Linked DNA regions of Mus musculus: region 1 is linked to region 2. A link is a contact called in public promoter capture Hi-C data. All regions are on one chromosome and are shown on one strand. Each heading gives the region's core, a stretch centred on a gene start, on an enhancer-like site or on the middle of the called end of the contact. The rest is flanking DNA. Distances are from core to core; before and after follow the strand shown.

What was found. Promoter capture Hi-C pulls out the DNA fragments that hold promoters and counts their contacts.
Region 1: a promoter capture Hi-C map of second pharyngeal arch cranial neural crest shows a contact between it and region 2. The contact joins the promoter of Uri1 here to the enhancer-like site in region 2. A contact is called at or near these places in 14 of 39 promoter capture datasets (the 3T3-L1 cell line, 3T3-L1-derived adipocytes, the C10 cell line and 9 more), 2 of 15 datasets of contacts at CTCF or cohesin (large pre-B cells and pro-B cells), 3 of 484 Hi-C or Micro-C datasets (the C2C12 cell line, the G1E-ER4 cell line and muscle stem cells), 15 of 115 datasets of contacts at active chromatin or transcription factors (astrocytes, bone marrow-derived macrophages, cardiomyocytes and 12 more) and 3 of 9 other capture datasets (adipose tissue, embryonic stem cells and liver).

What each region holds. Positions count from the first base shown.
Region 1 is chr7:38,016,390-38,022,077 of GRCm38.p6, forward strand. Uri1 (URI1, prefoldin-like chaperone) reads right to left here and starts at 3,163. Exons shown (of 11, transcript NM_011274.5): 1 at 2,721-3,163. The coding sequence starts at 2,831.
Region 2 is chr7:37,373,282-37,378,239 of GRCm38.p6, forward strand. It overlaps a transcript of Zfp536 not described here. Among named protein-coding and RNA genes, the nearest start is that of Gm30483, 48 kb to the left of the region's middle. Within about 2 kb of position 3,135, at least 18 of the 459 cell types and tissues checked have an H3K27ac peak or open chromatin away from gene starts, as enhancers often do. A contact at or near this core is called in the C2C12 cell line, muscle stem cells and second pharyngeal arch cranial neural crest, where this site is marked.

The sequences.
Region 1 (5,688 bases), core at 1,913-4,412, 640 kb after region 2:
TTTCTGCAGCTAAAGCCAGCAAAGTAGGTACCGCCATCAAACCAAAAAGTCATTCTGTTGACAGTTTAATTCCCTCTCATGAACAGGGAAAGGCTATGGCTGACAAAGGGTAGTAAGTATCCACTCACACAAAGCTACTATGACACTTTTAATGCTTCTACTTTCATACCACAGACTGCAGGACTGTTAAAATGAGTGGGCTTTAAAACCTAAGTAAAGTCCCTCACAAAATTACTAACTCACTATTTACAAAGCAAAGCTCTCCTGTGCAAAACTCTAAATAAAGCACAGGCATCTAACCAGGGTGTCTTGTTAAGCCCTTGTGACTCTCCTGTCTACCAATGCAGATTTTTCTATTATGTAAATAGTCTGTTAAGTAAATACTGAAGGGCTTTCTTATAAACTGGGAGGCATTTTACCTAACCCAAACAGAAATGCACATTTAATTTGTATGCCAACTTAACATTAACACAAGATGTGACTGACAAAGGTATTGAAGTCCACATCCACTGAAAACACTCAGTCTCCTATTGAGTTTAGCACCCAAGACAGGTACTCGCTCAAATATAATACTAACCACAATAAGCTGTTCAGAACACCCCAAAGTACCCTTCGTATTTCATTCACCCTAACATCAGAATAAAACCCAGGCTCTCCCTTTTAAAAATGACACAGGGAAGCAAAGATGCTGATCAGCATTACTCACAAGCAAAAGTGTTTTCCATATGGGCTAGAGGCAGTGGTACCAGCTACCCTGGGACACTTCACAATTTGGTCAAAATTAACAAGGAGGCAATATGTAGGGCTTTGTTTTGGTTTGTCTTTCTTTCTTTCTTTCTTTCTTTCTTTCTTTCTTTCTTTCTTTCTTTCTTTCTTATTTTCCTCTATTTTCCTTTTTAAAAATCTGTTTCTCCTTTTAAAAAAAAATTAAGATGAAGTCAAGTCTGATGCCACAGGTAATCCCACCTACTTAGAAGGCTGAGTTTAGAGGCTTACAGCTTTAAGTCCAGGCTGGGCTACAATGGGAGTTCAAGGCCAGCTTGGGCAACTTAAAAAGAACATGTTTCAAAAATTAAAAAGTTGACTGATAATATAGCTCTCCTAGAACCATAATAAATAAAAATATAAATCAATAAAAGCAAATACGTCTTGTGATTTAAATTAAACTAGGTTAACTTTTAAACTCTCATCTTTAAGAACAAGTTTAAAATCCAACAGTTGTATTATGTATTAGGGAAAAACGGGGAAAAATATATATATATATAAAGCAGCAGCAGCAGGAGCTAACCAAAGTATGAAAGACTCCTACAATCTGTTAACAGGTGGTTTCTAAGCCAAAAGGGATTTCTTGGGACCTAGGAAAAACTTTCATATAGTTAACCTCAGCAATTTTTCTAACCACATTTCATGAAAAGTTTTACATAGGTATATGAATAAAAAGGAGTTTGGGTTTCATAGCAAAAATTCAAGCTTACATGAAATAGGAGCTCCCAAGATCCACCCTTAACTGAGGAGCTACTGGAAGTTGACAACAGCTAAGGGACAAAGACTGACACATGGGATTTGTGGTGCCCGTGCTCCTTGGATGGTTCTATCTAACACATATGGGCAAGCACTAGCTGGACTGAGATATTTAAAAAAAAAAAAAAAAAAAAAAAGGACATGAAGTTGGAAGGGGGATGTGTGGGAGGGAAAGGGAGTTAAGTTGAAGGGACGAAATAGATTTAACTGACTGCATGTACAATTCTCCAGGAGTAAATTCCAAATAAATAACATAAAGTTTACACGCAAAAATATTTAAATATAGAAAAATAGAGCTTCTCAAATGTTTATGCAACTTCCTAAACCTTTATTAATACCTCACTCTGGCAACAGGACATGTGACGTTTAAGCAAATTAAATGTCGCTTTTCAAAGAATTTCAAGGCACGTCAGGAGAATCAACTTGAAAACCTACAGAATCCACAGGACAATTTCACATTTAACAATCGAGCTGTAGTTCTTAACTACATAACATTTCCTTATAAAAAAAAATATATAATAATTCCCATTCGGAGATTCTAAGCATTCTCCTCTCCTCTGGTAGATCAAAAAAAAAAAAAAAAAGTGGGGAAAGCCTTGTTTAATAAAGGCTTGAAGTTAAAATTTAACAAAGGCCTTCTCTCTTGTCGACTACTAAACCTAAGAGCTGGATTGCACAGGAAGTGCATCATCACCAACGTAGTCAAACTTGGACGCTCAATCAAATAAGGATATCTCGTGTGTGTGTGTGTGTGTGTGTGTGTGTGTGTGTGTGTGTGTGTGCGCACGCGCGCATTGTACCAACGTTTAGATAATAAATAGCTAAGGGGTAAAAAGAGTGACCACTTCTGTTCACAGTGTAATCCCCGAACCAAAAAGGAAAAAAAAAAAAACACGTATTTTTATTTAGTCCCAACAATTGCTCTCTCAGTTCAGGGTCAACCGATTATCCTATCCCCTGCATCCTCTGTATTCCCCACATCCCCGCATCCCTTCCGGGGAAGGTCAAAGGGCCACCGACAAAAGACAACAAATGCACGTGACAAAAGTTTCTCCCGTGGTCCCCGCGGCCCGAGGCTGCGCAGCTCGCGCGTGGGGATCTCGGTTTCACGCAGAGGGCTGGCCGCATTAGAGGTTGCTCAGAGTGTCGCGGCCACATGCGGAAGCCGGCCAGGGCCGGAACCAAGCGCGGCCTGTTACCTTTTCCTGCTCCTCGCGAAGCCGCGCCACCTCTGGTGCGCGCAGCGGAGCGGCGGCTGAGGCCTCTGCAAGGGGCTGGGGCTCGGGCTCGGGTTCGGACGGGGGCTCCATGCCCGGCGCCGCAGCCTCAGCGAGGCGAACAAGTCCTAAACAAGTGTTTATGGAGACGGCGTGGCCGGCGGATGCCCAGCGCCCGCGCGCTCGCCCTCATGCACTGCACGCCTCTCTCTGAAGAGGCCGCGCTCACTTTCGCCGCTGCCCCGGGGGCCGCCGCTCGCGTCCGGGCTACCCGCGGCCGCATCTCACACGCGCATACCGCCGCCGCCGCCGCCGCCGCCGCCTCGGAGCAGCAGGCCCTACACCAGGCGCGCCACGCTCTTCTCCCGCAACCGGGCCCAGCTTAGCGTCCCGCGACTGCCGCGCCTCCGCGCACGCCCCGCCCCTCGCCCCGCCCGCGCAGCACGCCGGGAAGCTCTCAAGCTCCGCCCTAGGGGGCGGGGCTATGGCGGGGACAGGGCCTCCGGGTGGGGTGGAGGCTGAGCCGCTCAGGACCCCTGCACAGGATGAGAGGCGGCGGGATAGTGGGTCCCAATTCGCTTGGCGCTGCCTGTGGTGGTAGGAACTTAATATGAGCACTGAGACTGTTTCATAAGCTCATTTAATTTTATCAAATTCAGCTGTTTCCCATGCCTTTTAATGAACTAATGTGGTTTAATGAGCTAAAATGCACAATATACAACTATATTTTTGCGTATGTATTAATTACTGTACACATTACAATTTTCCTTACATATATTAAGCTGCAGTATTAATATTACTATGTTACTACGTATGCACTGTGTAGCACATTTTTCAACAACAGCTGCTGCCCTATCCCATGTATTTTATAATTCTGGTGTTTTGTTTAACAGTGGGGACCAAATGCATGGCTTTGGACTTGCTAGACAAGCACTCTACCAACTGAGCTAAATCCCCATCCCTGTTCCACTCAGTATTTTAAAAATTGGAAGCTGGAGCAGGGAGCACACCTTTAATCCCCAACAGTTTGAAGGCAGAGGCAGGAGGGTATCTGTGAGTTTGAAGCCAGCCTGGTCCACATAGCAAGTTCCAGGCCAGCCTGAGCTGAATAAATCTCTTGGACTCACTTCCTCCCCCTAGCCCTTTGTGCAGCCTCTGTTTGTGGCAGTCCTCTAGTCTACCTTGTGGCCTTGTCCTAACTCTATCCCAAGCCCGGACAATAGGCATAGATCCTATTACCTCAGTATTGTGTGTATAGGAACAGGCTGGCAGGCACCTGCAGAATTCTGGCCCTCTGTGGGTCTGTTTGCCCCTATCTTCCACTTCTGTTCCAGCTCCCAAGTCCACATCCATCCTTTGATCACTTGCATCAAGAAAGAAAAAGCAGGGACGATTGGGGAAGATGGTAAATATGAATTTCTCTCCCTGCAGATGCAGCAACCTCTGAAACACAGTCAAACTCTGAGCACTCATCTTGCCTCCCGCCAATAGCAGCATCCCTGACTCCTAGGGCACCGCAGAAGCTACTTCTCTAGTGCTGGGCTTTGAATATGAACTGACCCCATGTGTTTCAATACTTGGTCCCTAACAGGTAGTACTAATTTGGAAGGATACTTAAAAATTAGGATGTACCAGGCAGTGGTGGCTCACACCTTTAATCCCAGAATCTGGAAGGCAGAGGCAGGCAGATCTCTGAGTTTGAGGCCAGCCTGGTCTACAGAGTGAGTTCCAGGACATCCAAGGCTACACAAAAAAACCCTGTCTTGAAAAGTGAGGGGGTGGGGAATTTAGTATGTCGTTTAGAATGTAGAACCTAAGTGGAGGAAGTCGGTCAGTGGGGTAAGTCTTTGGTATAGCATCCCTGGATACTACCTGTCACTCTCTGCCTCTTGTTCAGCTGTGAAGTAAACTGAGGCAGGCCATGCCTCCCTGCCATAATACACTGAATCCTCTGGAATGGCATTCCCTACAGAAAGTGATCTAGGATAGATTTGTTTATGTTTGAGTGCATTTTTAGACATGTATCAAGCAAAAGCAAAAGAACATGTAGCAAGAAGCAGATAGAGAACAAAATAAATCAGGCCCTTACGACGTCTAGCAGAACTATCTAGGGTAACCAGAGCGGGAAAGCAAGCAAGAATAAAATCAGCAGCAAACAGCAGACAGATAACATCAACTTGAGCACTTACAACATGCCCCAGAAAGACTGGGCTGAGTCTGTCCAAAAGGCTGGAGCTCTGTTTGGGATGTTTCCAGCTAGAGCAGAGAGTTCACCCCACCAATGAGCTTCCTATTTCTCCTCCCCACCTCGGGCAGTCACAGGATAGACGATAGTAACTTCCATTAGAAACGGTTCGCCTTCTATCTGTCCTCAAGGGTGCTATTATAGCTGTTTGTTCTTTCTCCCTGTCACAGAAGCACAGAGGCCAGCCTGCCCCAAGAAAGTGTCTCCAAGGACATGAGTGATAAACTTGGGTGAATCTGAGGTAGGGAGAGTCTGTCCTGCTCTCAGCAAGCAGCACATGCAGTTTACCAACAGCACTTACAGGACAAATGGTGAGCCAACTACAGGACAATGGTAACGTCTCCTCCCTTACATTGTTTCTGTCAGTCACAGCAACCCAAAAGTAAAATATATATCTGGTGTGGCTTGCCACTCCACCCCTGAAATGTCCAAGGACAGCTCCTTACCCTCCACTCCTCTTTGATGGGATTAGCCCCAGATCACCACAGACCCTGTGCTACAGAAGGCTGGCCCCCAATCCCAGCTCCAGTCTACGGATATGAATTTGTATCTAAAGTGGTTGCTATAAAGAGGGCACATCACGCTATACAAATACAGGCTTTTGGAGGCTTCAAAGAAAGTTCTCCTTCGTTCTATCAATACCTCCTTAAAGAATCCAACCCTTGAGAGAGCAAGTAGGCATGTATGTTTTAGGCAGCTCTTCTT
Region 2 (4,958 bases), core at 1,885-4,384:
ATTTTCATAAATATTTTTATTGGGAAGGGCTTGCCATTTTATTCTAAATTATTTCTCTCCACGCTAAGCAGAAGCCAGCACTCCTGGGGTGCCCAGGAACCTTCCTAACCTGTTTGGATGGGAGCTGAGCTGGTTCTATGTGGCTTTAAAGGAAAGAATATCTTATGGTGTCTCTTCCCAGACAGGGAAAATTTTGACACTAACAAAAGATAGGTTATAATGATGTCACTTTGGTAAAGCCATGGCAGACAGGACTCTTATTTATGTTAGAAACACTGCTTTGGCTTACATCTGATGTCTGCATACAGCGTAAGTCTTGGGAAGGAAAAAGAGCTCATGTGTAGTATGAGAGAAATAAGAAGTACAGGCATGAGGGTTGGAGAGATGGCTCAGTGTGTAGAGCATGTCTGCTTTTACAGAGGACCTGGGTGTGGTTCCTAGCACCCACACGGCAGTTCATAATGATCTGTAACTCCAGCAACAGGGGATTCTCTGCTCTCTTTCAGAGCCCCTGCATGTTGGAATGGAAAGGCACGCATGTGATACACACACAGACAGGCAAAACATCCAAACACACAAAATAATTTACAATCTTAAGTAGAACTACGTACAGGACTTGAGTGAGTATCAAAGACTGAGAATATTTTGGAGCAGAGAGCATCACCCCGAGATCGGGAAAACTGTCCTACCTCCTCGCTCCCTCGCCATGTACGGGCTGTGCCTAATCCAGGCTGCCAATAACCTGATCTGGCCCTGGCATGAGCTGCCTCCCTCCCCAGCAGTTCTCCAAGCAGCCTCTAGGTGGTGCTAATACTGCATAGCTCCAGCTTTTCGGCACAATGAAAACATTAATTTGCTATGAGATAATTTTTGACGTAAATGTAAAATGGTGCCCATTCGAACTCAGTAATGAAGCATGGTGCTTTCTGCGGCTCCTAATTTGACTAGTTAAATGACTCCATTACGTGTCTAACAGACAGAAGCAAATAATTTCTGGTCAGTTGATGTTCACTTATCCGTATCATTTTGCCCTGAAAATAAAAAGTCTCTAATCTACAATTCCTTTGTCTTGGTGGGTTTTTTTTTTGGGGGGGGGGTAAGATTATTAAGGCAAATATACTTAAATAATTCAGGTTAAAGTAGTACAGAGTAACAATTAAAACGCCAGCGTGTGTGCCTAATAGAGGCAGCACAAAACCGGAAACCATTTTCAAACTACCCTAACCTTTGCCCTGTCCCTTGGTCTGGGGTATTTAACAGAAGACTTGAGAGCTAAAAGAGAAAGAATCCATATTTCCAAACCCATTGTCCCCTGACAGCTAAAAACGGGCTGCTGCTGTCTCCTGTTCACTCTGCCACATAACTTTGAAGATTTTTGGACACATCTCAGTGTAGCAAAAATAAAAAGTAAAAATAAAATAATAATAATAAAATACTGCTTTAAAAAATATCAAGTGATGACTAATTTTGCCCAAAGGGGGGAAAATGGTTAATATTGAATCTTAATGTTCCTCATCTAAACGCTTTTTTCTTCCTGCTAAAAACAAGTTTCGAATTAAAGCATATCGGCTTACACATATTGCATGCATATTAGCGAGACACAGCTGTGTATGTCCCCCTCTTAAGAGCCATATGATTAAGTTATGAGATATCATATAATCCAAACTCTTTCTCTATTGGTCACCTTTTACAGACAAAAGCTTTTTCGTTTTTAGGTTTATTAAATGACAGAGCGTCCGACTCTGTAAGTGTTCCAGTCGTTATAATGGAGCACCTGTGACTTTGATTCCCTTCCCTCCCCCCCACTCCTCACTCACAAAGTCCATCTATAAATCGCTACCAAAATGGCCCAGGGGCTGACTGGGGCCAACCCTCCACGTCTGCAGCAGCTGCTGGTAGCTCCTTGACAAGGGTGGAGACCTCGGTGTGGACCTGGGTCTCAGAAATCTTAGTAAACGTCAGAATGACATGCCCCAGCCATGCCACCCCATAACTCCGAGGCAAGGGACAGTGGCCTCTCTTCATGAAGAACCAGTAGTTGAGAGAAAGGAGCTCTAAGGCTCCAAGGGAGCTCTTAGCTCTCGCTTCTCGTGTGTGGATCTGTGAGGCACCGTCTAGCAGAGTACAACATGGTAACTTGAAAATATGGTTTAAATGATCGTCACCCTGCGCCACTCCCCCCCCCCCAAAGTAACAGGCTCTCTGACCTAATTAAATCCACTTTAAAGAAACCAACTGGCGTGTGTGTGTGTGTGTGTGTGTGTGTGTGTGTGTGTGTGTGTGTGTGTGTTTTGTGTGGACAGCCTTTATTAAGCTTTTAAAATCGCAAATCCCTTTGTGCGTGCAAACTCCAGCAGTTTCCATGTTCGGGTGAGGGACACAGAACACAGACTATGTCTTTTGATGTGAAACAATGTCAAAAGGACTAATTATGAGTCATACTTTCTTGAAATTTTTGTTGGCTGATGTCGCCTCTGCAATTGGATCCCTGCATAAGGCCAGCAGCTCTTGCCGGAGGGGAGAACCTGGCACCTTCTGTTCCTGGGCCATCACCCTGGCCCTTTGCTGTTATGTAGGTCGAGAACGCCCGTGGGTTTCTAGGAAGGATCTCACTTTTAAACTTGGCATGGAAGTTACAGCTGGAGAGCAATGTCGTAGCGCAAAGATCTGTCTACACTGTGCGTGCTGAAAGAGGAAATGAGGTCAGGAGGGGCAGAAGAGAAGTGCATCTAAGGAAGGCTTCTTGGGACCTCAGGTCAGGCTCAAAAGCTGCTCCTGTAGCCCATGTTCTTCACAGGAATGCCTGCTGCTCCAAGTCTCTGAAGACAGTGGCTGGCAGCTTTTAGAGGGGCAGCCCTTTATCTGAGTCCAGGGAATGCAGGCCAGAGAGGAAGCAAATCCCACCTGAGGCTGAGCCCACAATGCTACCTGAAAGTGAGGGAGTCCCTGGATAGCAAAAACATAGAGTTAGACACAGGGGCAGGTCAGAGGCTGCACAGGAATGAAAGTGAAGGAAACTGTCCAGGTTAGAGCTGAGCTCAGATGAAAGGCTTCCCGAGCAGCTCGTGGGAAACGTTACAACTCCCTACGACCCATAATGGGAGCCAGATTCTTCTCCTGGTGGTTGTCAGGGAAGCCCCAGCACCTCCCACCTCCCCCGGAACAGCTGAGGGTCAGCACTCTTGGCCCTGGATTAACTGCTATGAACCTGTGAGGGGAAGGAAATGCCTGTTCCTGAACCAGGGACTTAGCAAAACGGTCCTAGAAACTGAGTTGTGGTGCTTTTATTTTATTTTATTTTTCCTTGTGCTAGCAACTGAACTCAAGAGTCTTGTGCACACTAAGCATGCTTTTCTAAAACCTAATGAAGTGCTCAGCCTGGTGGCACACAGCTATATCCCCAGCACTAGAGAAGCAGAGGCAGGAAGACTGAGAGGTGGAGGATAGCCTGGGCTGCTGTGTACTGAGAAGATGAGAAAGAGAGACAGACAGAGAGACAGAGAGACAGAGAGACAGAGACAGAGAGAGAGAGAGGCAGAGAGAGACAGTGGCAGAGACAGAGGCAGAGGCAGAGAAAGACACAGAGAGGGACAGAAAGATAGACACACACATGGGGGGGGACAGAGACAGACAGAGAGAAAAAAAGAGAAAGAAAGACAGAGACAGAAAGACAGACAGACAGACACACACAGAGAGAGAGACAGAGAGAGACAGAGACACATGCAGAGGCAGAGAGAGAGGCAGAGAAAGACACAGAGAGGGACAGAAAGATAGACACACACATTGGGGGGGGGGACAGAGACAGACAGAGAGGAAAAAAAGAGAAAGTAAGACAGAGACAGAAAGACAGACAGACACACACACACATACACACACACAGAGAGACAGAGAGAGACAGAGACACATGCAGAGGCAGAGACAGAGGCAGAGAAAGACACAGAGAGGGACAGAAAGATAGACACACACACGGGGCGGGGGGGGAGAGACAGAGACAGACAGAAAGAAAAAGAGAGAAAGAAAGACAGAGACAGAAGGACAGACAGACAGACACACACACACACACACAGAGAGAGAGAGAGGGAGAGAGAGAGAGAATAAAATCTGAAAGGCAGAGAGCCTGGTGTATTGGGATGGGTATGACAACTGCCAAAAACAAATAAATAAAACTACTTTATTTGCCTTCTTATGTCCACAAAGAGAAGATGTGAGCAGATGCTAGCGGCAGACAAGTGTTTCCAAAGGAGATCAGCGTCGCGGCAGAACAGGTGAGGGAGGAATCAGGCTACCTAAGGACTGATAACTCCGGAGCAAGTGGGAGCCATCTTCGACTCTGTGCAGGAGGAGGTGAGGTGACTGGGGGCCCATTAACAAATACCCCGAGAAGCCAGAGAAGTGCGGGTGGACCAGAGCCCTTATGCAACACCTATATTTAATAATGACTCTGAGGGAGATCAAGGAAATTAAACACCAGTAAGCTTGACTTGAGCAGTGGGGAAGATATTGGAAACACTAATCAGAGACAAAATAGGGAAAGTTATGATTTAATTAAAGATATTCAGCATGGATTCACAAAAGGGAGATCATACGTAACAAAACTAATAGAATATTTTGAAAAAGTAACAAAAAGGAATTGAAGAGGGAAACCAGGGGTATAATTTACTGGGACTTTAAGAAAGCTTTGATGACCTGCCTCACAAAAGACTAATCTCCAGCCGTAGGGAGTTTGAGTTGGAGTGTGGTAGGGGGTGGAGAATAAATGAAGAATCGTCTGGAACAAACGGTGCTTGTGAGCACTGCCCTGAGCAGATTAGGAGGTGGAGGGAGGGGGTGTGTGTGTGTGTGACGCTGACTGCTGGAACTTCCTGAGATCTGAATCTTTTAAAAAATAATTTTCTGTAAACCACAGTGCCTCCTCAGCCCTAATACGACGCCGCTATCACGCAGGTGAGGCACTGAAG